Regions from separate parts of the Sus scrofa genome. Here regions 2 and 3 are each linked to region 1. The links are chromatin contacts, called in public Hi-C and HiChIP or PLAC-seq maps. All regions are on one chromosome and are shown on one strand. Each heading gives the region's core, a stretch centred on a gene start, on an enhancer-like site or on the middle of the called end of the contact. The rest is flanking DNA. Distances are from core to core; before and after follow the strand shown.

Evidence for each region. A called contact is a pair of places that touch in the nucleus more often than the background predicts. HiChIP or PLAC-seq counts read pairs in DNA pulled down with a chosen protein or histone mark.
Region 2: an H3K27ac HiChIP or PLAC-seq map of skeletal muscle shows a contact between it and region 1, with 11 times the contacts expected there. The contact joins two enhancer-like sites. A contact is called at or near these places in 5 of 47 Hi-C or Micro-C datasets (brain, embryonic fibroblasts, psoas muscle and 2 more) and 1 of 2 datasets of contacts at active chromatin or transcription factors (skeletal muscle).
Region 3: a contact with region 1 is called in a Hi-C map of skeletal muscle, with 6 times the contacts expected there. The contact joins two enhancer-like sites. A contact is called at or near these places in 4 of 47 Hi-C or Micro-C datasets (fetal heart ventricle, heart right ventricle and skeletal muscle) and 1 of 2 datasets of contacts at active chromatin or transcription factors (skeletal muscle).

What each region holds. Positions count from the first base shown.
Region 1 is chr1:105,325,915-105,329,448 of Sscrofa11.1, forward strand. No RefSeq gene overlaps it. Among named protein-coding and RNA genes, the nearest start is that of TCF4, 250 kb to the left of the region's middle. Within about 2 kb of position 1,962, at least 9 of the 83 cell types and tissues checked have an H3K27ac peak or open chromatin away from gene starts, as enhancers often do. A contact at or near this core is called in skeletal muscle, where this site is marked.
Region 2 is chr1:105,955,615-105,959,148 of Sscrofa11.1, forward strand. No RefSeq gene overlaps it. Among named protein-coding and RNA genes, the nearest start is that of TXNL1, 56 kb to the right of the region's middle. Within about 2 kb of position 1,702, at least 5 of the 83 cell types and tissues checked have an H3K27ac peak or open chromatin away from gene starts, as enhancers often do. A contact at or near this core is called in skeletal muscle, where this site is marked.
Region 3 is chr1:105,847,764-105,851,297 of Sscrofa11.1, forward strand. No RefSeq gene overlaps it. Among named protein-coding and RNA genes, the nearest start is that of TXNL1, 160 kb to the right of the region's middle. Within about 2 kb of position 1,683, at least 13 of the 83 cell types and tissues checked have an H3K27ac peak or open chromatin away from gene starts, as enhancers often do. A contact at or near this core is called in skeletal muscle, where this site is marked.

The sequences.
Region 1 (3,534 bases), core at 712-3,211:
TGTGAAAGGTCTTTTCCTCACAACTCTAGAATGGGGGACAAATGCTTCATAAGTGGTTACCATGTACCACAAGCAAAACAAAATCCTCCATGAAACACTTGAAACTTACCCCTCAAGCAAGGAGAACATAATGAGACATTAAACTTTTCTCTTGAAGTTAGTAGGACACCTGGGGTTTCTTATTCTTGATAGAGACTTGAAATGGACATCAGCTGACAGAAGGTAACGAATATTTCAAATCTGGGTGGCTTTGATTGTGTGATTATTTGGAGAGAAGAAGCCTTATCCAGTTCTATTTGGGCAATAGTTTTATCCATTTTGGTGACACCCATGTTCCATGACTCTCTTGAGCGCAATCTGCCAGTCATTGCTAGAGGTATTAGAAATATACTTTCTGGACTATTTAAGAGAAAACCTTCCTAGAAACTTCCTGAGAACCAGTTGCCATCATGGTGACTTCTGGCTATCACAGTATCATCTGCGGGACAGGAAGAGAGCCACCAGCACAGTGAATTTTAGAAGCCATCCTTAAATTGCCTACTGTTTTCTCTGCTCTTGATTGTCCCCCAATTCCTGCATATTTTAAACATACAAGCCAGTAAGGACCTACATAGCAGCAATGAGCTCAATAACCCTCCATTTTCATGGGTCTTTAAATTTTATTTTGCAAGTGTGCATGTGCAGAGTTTTGATATTAGCTCCTCATCAGGATTTTTTGGTTCTGGTTACATATTGCAAATTATCAGTAGATATACCTTTTGGGAAGTGTTTCAGATGTTGAGTCCTCTCACCAGCTAAATGCAAATCTGGGGTTGAGGCCCATTCCATTAAAATGCAGAAACATTTTAATAAAGTTTAATTGTCATCCTAATGTACAACCAAGTTTGAGAACTGTTGCCCTACATGGTCTCATGAAATAGAATGCATACACAACCTTAAAACATGGGAAGGTGACATTTTTTTTTAGTTCTGTCACTCACCAATAGACTATAGAACAATCATGTAGTAAATGGTATACCATTAGTCTGAAGGAATTCCTACACTTCTAGGAGTGCTCAGTTTATGCTTTGGGAATAATTTAAAGACCCAGTAATTTCAAGTTCCTGGAACAAGAGTATAGTTGTCAGGGTATAGATGAATATTTAACAGATATAGTGGAAATATCCAAAATGGCTTTGTATTATCCAAAGAGTTTTGCCCTGTTGAATCTGTTGGCTGTTTCTGCTCCAGTCTGAAGACTTAGCAGGTTCTTTCTGCACCTCAACATCATCGTCATCAACGGCACTTAGTCTCAGAGGAATGATTTGAGTCCAGAGAACCGATGGGGCTCCAAAATGAATAGCCACGTAGCCCTTTAAAAATACCATGTGCACCTTCAGGTCAACATGTCATTCATTCACATTCTGCAAGAGGCTGAATTTCCATTCCAAGAAAGACTTTTGAGTTTTTTAAAAATATGTTTTCAGAATGGAAAAAATGTGGAAAGATAAGGTCTTCTGGGGGAGGAGATCATCCCTGGGAATGACTTGGAATGAGTTTTCCTGATGAGTTATGGGAGCATGAACACATATCCTGTTTTCCTTCTCAATTCAGAGAGGTTTTCACAGAGACGCCTGTGTGCTCCAACTCATTCATTCTGTTTGCACGCCTTTTTCTAAGACATCTGAAAGGAAACATTGGCTCAAAGGTTCCATCCCAGGTGTGATGAGGATTTCTGGAAGGACAGCTCTTGTTGAATGTCATTATTGTCTGCATTTCATTTTTCCTTTCTAAGGAATTCCAAAATGAGCGATCCACTCTCCACCACCCCAGATGTTGTTGTAAACCAGAATTTTGGAACATTTGGACTAAAATTCAATCCCCTAAAGTTCAGCTGAGTCCCAGCTCTCCAACCAAACGCTGACAAAAATGTATTTGTGCAATGGTTCACATGACTTCCTCTGCGCTCTGTGTCCCTGGCTGCGTGACTCAGTCCCAGATGAGCTGACACACCGTACTGTAAATTTCATAACAACCAAACTCCAGGAGGCAAGAATCAAGGCCCTAGTTCGTGTTTTTTGAGAGACTGAATTTCTGGAAATATCCTTTAATGTTGATTTTTTTTATATATATATATAAGACCTTCAAGCAATGTTGTTTAAAGAAACACCTGGAAAGAAAGAAAAAAAAAAAAAAAACCCTAAAAAATTCAAGTCTGTTGAAAAGTTTCCTATATAGCATTGGCAGTCATTTCAGTAAGACTAGTATTTTGAAGAGCATGTCTTAGGGGATAAATGTTCATCATTATTATCTTGTCCATACTTAAGCAGACCATTTGGGGAAATGTCAATATTCATGATTTAAAAGCAGTCAAGAGACAGGCCAATATATAGTTAATAAAAAGTGTTTTCAAAGTTTACATGCAATCTCAAATGTTAGATTTTAACTTTACAAATCTCAGTTTTCCATTCCTCCTTCTGCTCACCATTCACCTGTGTTTGTCTAATAGAAACCAGTTACTACAGCTCTGGTTACACATCTGCTTCATGCATGTGCAATTACAAGCCGTTTTAGCAACTAGTAAAACTACAGGTGTCTGGGTTTTAATGTAACCATTTTAAAAGAGCAGTTCATGGGCCTCTGATTATTATTTTTTATAGCTGGCAGTGTTCCTACCATAGACTGCCAGCTTAAGGGTTAAACGTAGTTCTGTTGTTTTCTCATTCTGGTAGAATCTCTGAAATCATTTGTAAGTTAATTTCTTAAGCTTGGAATTAAACCTGGAATCCATTCTGCCAAATACAGTAATCATTGTATTATCGACAGGCTGCACTTCTGTTTCTATATATGTCTTAAGCAACAAATTATTAACTGGATTTTGAATGCTGGATGCTAAAGTCATTAAGTAGGTGTATCTGTTTGGGTTGCTTACTTCTCTACCATAAGAAAGACCACAATTACCATCCCATTATTACTTTGATAAATAATGTTAACACATGGTTTCATAACAACTGTAGAATGTCCATCAGTGCCCTATCAATCAGTAGTTCAGCTCTGTATAAATAAAAAATTGGAGATTTCATTTTTACCTTTCATCATCTGTGTACAACTGGAAGATGTAAGAGTTCCAAGAACTGTTGCAACAACTATTGAAATCCATTACTTCTGTTAAAATACTCCAAGAACACACTCAGCTACTCTTAGAAGAAAAAGATGGGTATGGAAAAATTTTAAGTGGAGAACACTGATTTACAGATTAATCTAATTAGACTAAAATTAGGATTTAAAATGAAAACAAAAATCCTGTCCAGGGCCACCAAACTCAGCACACATTGAAGGAGGGACAGTCAAAATCAATTACAAACATGACTTTGCCGCACAGTAATAGAGTCAGGTTGCACAGCTATATTTAAGGCTCTGGTGACATTTCTATTTCAAATATAAGCATCATTTTCTAGGGATTTATTGCTCACCCATAACAATTTTTAGACGGGATCATTTATGAAATTCTAGCACGTGGCTCCCAAACCAGATATTTTTATTTATGACTTTTAA
Region 2 (3,534 bases), core at 452-2,951, 630 kb after region 1:
GCAAGGTCTTGGGTGGGCTTAAGTTATATCTCAGCTGTAGTTCTTTTTTGCTTCCGAGAGCCAAGAATATGTGGAAATACTCTGTTTTGTTTTTTATCAATCTCCGGAGTTCATGTGATATACTTCAAGGGCCAGCCATACTCTGGGGCTTATCCTCTTGGCAGAAAAGGCAACTGTTACAAGGTCAAACAAGGGCTTATTTCCTCCCCTTCAGGCCAGCTGAGGCCTTCCAACCCCAGACTAACTTTTATTCTTCTAGTTTAGCCCACAGACATTGTTCCCTAATAAAATGCAACCTATTGGGAGGATTGCCACTTAAATTACCCCAAGATTTACTTTTTAAAGACTGAGTCAAGATCAGCTTTTGCAGAGTTCCCATTGTGGCTCAGCAGGTCAAGAACCTGACTAGTACCCATGATGATGCAGGTTCAATCCCTAGCCTCGCTCAGTGGGTTAAGGATACGGCGTTGCTGCAAGCTGGATTGCAGGTGGGGCTTGGATCTTGTGTTGCTGTGGCTGTGGTGTAGGCCTGCGATTTGACCCCTAGCCTGGGAACTTCCATTCGCCTCAGGTGTGGTCCTAAAATGAGAAAAGATCAACTTTTGGTTAAAAGAGGACAAGGGATGAAGAAGACAGGGGAATCAGAGGCTGGCAGCACAAAAGTTGAATAGTTCCTTCTTGCCGGTATTTCCCAGGCAGAGTCCCACAAACAGGCACAACCATCACCATTCCCCTATGGGGCTTCAAAAACCCAATTTTCCTTGATTAGGTACTGCGAACATTTATTTCTTTTACCTATGCACACATTCTCAACTTTTTTCCTGCTGCTTTCTTGCTGGTTAAATGATGGACATCACTGAGTGTGGACCTGTGGCTCTGACACTCTTGGAGGCCACTTAATCCCACGTGCCACCACAAATAGAGATTCTCTCTGGGCCCCTAAGGATCTCTGTCGATCCTTAAATCTTTCCAGGGATGAGGACCTCACTGTTTCTCTAAGGCGCTGTGTTTAGATGGTGGGCTACTTTATTTTTAGGAAGTTCTTCCTTATATTGAATCGAATTCTCTCTTTCTAAACTTCAACTCATCACATCTAGTCTTCTGCAATTACTTCAATGGGTTGATCTCAAAGTCTCAAGTCAAAACTTCTCAGCTGATCAGCAAGGCCCTCCTCCTTTACTGTTTCTTTCACTGGCCTAGTTTTATGCAAAATCCTTGCATAATTGCATGAATTCTTGGTGACTGCACAGGTGACATGCCCATTCCTATTTCAAAAGGCAAGGAGTAGTTCCCGAAGTGGAGCAGCGTAAATGAATCCGACTAGGAACCATGAGGTTGCGAGTTTGATCCCTGGTCTCGTTGCCGTGAGCTGTGGTGTAGGTCGCAGATGAGCTCAGTTCTGGCGTGGCTGTGGCGGGAGCTAACCTTAGTACAGGGCAGTTTTCAGTGCAGCTCCACGTGGCATAAGATTTCCCTGGAGACATTCCTGGAGCTTTAAAAGGATCATTTCCCAGATTTGATAACAGATCACATTTTCTAATAGTTTCTAATATCTTACTTAAAATTAACCCACAGTGAATATTTTGACACAAACCCCCGAAGGAAATTACTTCCTATCCAAATTAACTACAGAATCAGGAAAAACTTTAAAAGGTTCTGTAACCCACTCTACTTAGGAGGGATGGGTTAGTATATTTCATCGGGCTGTTCCTGACATCTAGTGGTGAGGTCTGGAAGTGCTCAGAGTACTCAGAGCTGCTGACAAGGTGGGGGACATTCCTAACCTTAGTTAACATCTGCTCTTTGAATATTTATAGTTGTAAAAGTGTAAACTGAATATATTTTCCCATCCTCTATAATAATATACTCATCTTTGTTTTAGGCATCTTTCCTGCTTTATATGTTTTATATCTGGGCTTATTTTAAAATTGATGAAATTTAATTTTTTAGATTTTGAAAAAAAAATCCTCGAGGGGAAAAAAAGGGCATTTTGGATAAGCATAAATAATTGCATTTTGATCTGGAAACATACTATAAAAATGTTTTGCAGAAATGAATTCATCTTCAAATGTGGTTTTTAGACTGGATTCCTGTGAAATCTGAGTCATTTATAGCTAACCTTGAATGTATTGTTATTCACAATTAGAAGTAGATAAATTTCACAGGCAGAGAAGCTGACAAGTCTTTAAGACTTCACACTTAGTTTTGCAGGAAGAGCTGAAGTTAATTAGAAGTGATTATACATACATTGCATGTGTGTGTGCACTTGTGTTGTTGCACACAAGCACCGCAAAGGCCTTGGGAAGGTTGCATTTTTTTGTGTGTTTTAAAAATAAACATAATCTCCTTCCCATGTGTTGCTATAAGCCCAGTAAATCTAGGAAGCTCAGCAGGATTGAACAAGGTCATTTCTTGTCAGGACTCCAAGGGGGAGCAGGAAGCAACCCCGTGCATCAGATGCTGGCATTCTAATCCCTGCTCAGCACCGGATTCCCGGGCATGGGGGAGCCGCTGTGCCAGCTCTGACACGCTGGCAGACTGCTGCTTTGCAGTGAGCATAGGCGGAATCAGAACTGTGGCTCTCTCCCGACGGTGCACCTTGTAAGATGGCAATACATCCCTGTCCTGATAATAAAGGCAAAATTCCAACCGAGTCTGCTCACTGGGTTCTGGTAAACAGGAAAGTAATTGTAAAAGGTATATCCAATCGCTACCTCAAAAAAATCAAAGCGGCTTTATTGATTAGTTCTGGGGTTTGGGGGGTGGGGAGGTTAAATGTATATATTTAATGTATTCTTAAATAAGCATAATATACAATTTATTTAATTCCAGGGCAAAGCCCTTTACCAGTCAGCTGGTGCAGAGATCCTGGATGGGCCATAGGGTGTCGTCTATTTTGGGTGGGTCAGGTCGGGGGTCTGGGGGTGAAGGGTGGAGCTTGATGCTGGCATCTTTGGGGAAAACAGGTCTGGTGCCTGGGTCAGCAGGTGGGGCAGGCCTAGCACTTGAAGTCACAGAGACCAACTCAAAGCTAAGAAGAGCCTAGAGCCTAGGCCTGAAAATTCTATCTGAATTATGGTTTGCCACTGGGGTGACCAGCATGCTGTGTCCATGGGAGCTGCCTTGAGATTGGGGCCATGGGGGCTGGCTTAGCACAGGGGTGGAATAAATGCCTATATTCCTGGCACTTAGCCAGGTGCTGGGCTGGGCTGGGCTGGGAGCATGAGTTCACAGGAGCCAGTCACCACCAGGGTTGGCCAGGAGCCTGGGGTCCTGGGAGCCCATTGGGTGCCTGGGACTACCCAAGTCAGAGGGCGCTGAGATGGATGGGAGCCTAGGGGTGTTAGAGCCCACTGGGAACTGTGGGCCACAGGAGCTGCCTGGGGCTGCTAGAGTCAGGAGGTACAAGGGTGAACTAACAGCCTAGGTTCATGGGAGCCCACAGGGCTCCCTGGCACCATGGGAGTTGGCCTGGTGCTGGGGCAGGCTGGCTGTGGGGTCCATGCACTCGCCACATTCTCCTCCTCCTGCAGG
Region 3 (3,534 bases), core at 433-2,932, 520 kb after region 1:
AACACATACTGTTCCTTCCAAACACCAGCCCCAGACCCACTGTTGGGAGCTTGGTGGCAGGAATCAGGGCAGAATGAGGCACATTTGACTGAGTGTCAACTCAGAAAACAATGTGTAAAAGGGATGTTTTGCCATCTGCAGTATAAGAGGATAGAAGAATCTCTTTATCAAAATCTCTGTTTAACGAAGAATGAATCACGTTGCCCAGGTGGTCTTGCACAAGTGCTCTGATGTATAGAAAGGAATCTGCTTGAATGAACCAGCAGCAATTCATAAATCACAAGGACTTGCAAAATCCCCATAGAACAAAGCAATAAATAAATAAACCTATGGGTAGGGGCTGTGGGAATCCCGCTTTCTCTCACTAAAATTACCCTGGCTTAACTATTTTATTTCAGTAATTTGGTCACTGATATATAGGTTAAGGACTTACCAAATGACATGAGGATGCCTTTTTTTTTTTGCTTTTTTGGGCCACACCCGCAGCATATGAAGGTTCCCAGGCTAGGGGTCAAATCAGAGTTACAACTGCCAACCTATACCACAGCCACAGCAACGCAGGATCTGAACTGTGTCTGCAACCTACACCACCACAGCTCAGGGCAACTCTGGATCCACAACCCACTGAGCCAGGCCAGGGATCAAACCCACATCCTCATAGTTATTAGTTGGGTTCGTTACCACTGAGCCACAACAGGAACTCCCATGAGGATGTATTTTTACATAAACTTTCTTAAAAGAGTTGTGTGTTTCTACAGATACTTTGATTTGTTTAAGAGTTATTTGCTAGGTTGCAGTTTAGGAATTATATGGTGTCTTTGTGGAGTCGGACAGCAGTTTTCTTTGGGACATCAGATGAGATGCTTTCTGTGTTAGGCAAGAATTACCTAAACTGGTGGGCGTAGCTGCAGTAGCTTTCCATCTGCTCATGGCAAAGCCTCCTTGAACCAGGACTTACTAGAAGGAGGGCTGTGCTTATTTGCTTTGATGTATTATGGGTAGAGCCAAGCCCTACACCATGTACACATGGTACTTAATAAGTACAGACTGTTCAGAGTTTAAATGGATTGAAACTGAACAGAAAGGAAGAGCAGAAACTGATCAGCGCGGATTTGGCTTATTTTGAGAAAACCACATGTATCTGATTTAGTGCGGTCCAAATTGATATGCTCCAACTTGTTCACACACAAGACCTGAGAAGCTGGTCTCCCACCTCCCCGAGAGAAATCAAGGTAGAGATTCTGATGGCTTCCCTGCCAGTAAAGGAAACTTAAACAGAGCTTAAACAGGGGAAGAACTGATGTCGCTAAAACACCAGACTGACAGCCCGGGTACTTCCTTGCCACCTGGCCATTATAATACCCTCAGAGCTTCTGTCACTGTCATGCTTACTTTCCACTCCATAAAATGGAGTGCTAGAAACAGATACTAGGGGAGCAGCTTGCCTCCAGTGCCCTGCTATGTGACAGTTTCCTGCATAGGACTTTTATTCTTATTTGGCACTTGAACTTCGAAATGACTCAGTGATTCATGCTTTGCTGCTGCACGTGATAATTGCCTTGGCAGAAAAGGATGTCTTTGTTCTTGCCCACTCACCTTTTGTATGGAGTTTCCCACTCCTGTTCCCTTATTTATGACTTGTTGATGTTCATCTATTTTTAGCAAGTGTTTTGCTAATATCCAAGGAGTCATCAAAGATGCAGCTGCTTGGTCCCTACAGGAAACTCCGCTTCAGGGGGTTAGTGCTACTCTATAAGGATCTGTTCTCGAACATTCCTCTGCATGATGATGAGAAAGGCACTTCTTGATTTTTAAATTAGCTGGCTAATGCCTCTATCTTTTCTCTTCCCTTTTGGAGCTCGATGAACTCATATGTTATTCTTGGTTGGTTGTCAAACGAGCGAGGATGTTTTTCTGATCATCTTTATGTGGAGTTATATTTGGCTGGGTTTTTTCCTCCCTTTTCAGAGACTCCTTTCTTCATGGTGGGACATGTGACCTTGTTTTTACGTTTTCTGTGTCCCAGGCTAGGAAACTTGTGATTGTCCTTTCCTGTTCCTTCTTGAGTCACTGGTTTGTGTTACAAATGCCTGGCTCACTTCCTCCGAGTCCTTAGAAAGGGGTTTCTCCAAAACAACCCCACGGCTGCCTCTCTGTCATTGTGTGGATGTGGCAGCAGAAGCCATGACAAAGTCCATCCTTCTCCAGTAGCAACCCAATCTGGGTAACAGACAGTGTACTCAAAATGCTCTATTTTATTTCATTTCATTTCATTTTGCTTTTTAGGGCTGCACCCTCAATATATGAAGGTTCCCCGGCTAGGGGTCGAATCAGAGCTGTAGCTGCTGACCTACACCACAGCCACAGCAACTCAGGATCTGCTGTGATCTGTGACCTACACCACAGATCACAGCAACACCAGATCCAGTAGGGCCAGGGACTGAACCCGCATCCTCATGGATACTAGTCAGTTTCATTTCCACTGAACTACAACAGGAACTCCCAAAATGCTCTATTTTAAAGTGATCTTATTGTAAGACAAGCCACTGTGAAGTTCTCACTGCAGTCCAAGTGGGTCTTTGCAGGAAAAGAGGATATCCAGCAGTAACTCCCCATAAGGCTTCATGGGTCATCCATCGACCCATTTCTTTCTTTTTTTTTTTAATAATGATTTTTATTTTTTCCATTATAGCTGGTTTACAGTGTTCTGTCAATTTTCTACTGTATATCAAGGTGACCCAGTTACACATACATGTATACATTCTTTTTTCTCATATTATCATGCTCCATCATAAGTGACCAGGTATAGTTTCCAGTGCTATACAGAAGGATTTCATTGCTTATCCATTCCCAAGGCAATAGTTTGCATCTATTAACCCCAAATTCCCAGTCCATCCCACTCCCTCCCCCGCCCCCTTGGCAACCACAAGTCTGTTCTCCATGCCCATGATTTTCTTTTCTGTGGAAAGCTTCATTTGTGCCATATATTAGATTCCAAATATAAGTGATATCATATGGTATTTGTCTTTCTCTTTCTGACTTACTTCACTTAGTATGAGAGTCTCTAGTTCCATCCATGTTGCTGCAAATGGCATTATTTTGTTCTTTTTTATGGCTGAGTGGTATTCCATTGTGTATGTATACCACATCTTCTTAATCCATTCATCTGCATCAACCCTTTTCTATTCTTCCTTAAAAACATAAAATATTTCTTCTGCATTGGTCTGGGCTTTCAAAAATCAGGAGGGAAAACAAAAATCACCCTTAAAGAAAGAAAGAAATATATAAATAAATCTTAAAGAAAGAAAGAAGAGAATTTTGGAATCAATTTCACAAGTTTTTTTGAAACTGATATGAATCTACGAGAGGAGGAATAGTAAACATGGGAGACTGGAAGGGGAAGAGAAAGGAGGGCATTTGAAGTGGAATATTCTGCTTTTGCTCTTTCCCTTCCATCCAGCATCCATACGCTCTCACAGCAGAATGAGAGGAGGAAGAGGAAAACAGTGTTCCCAGGCAGCCCACAGCATGTAA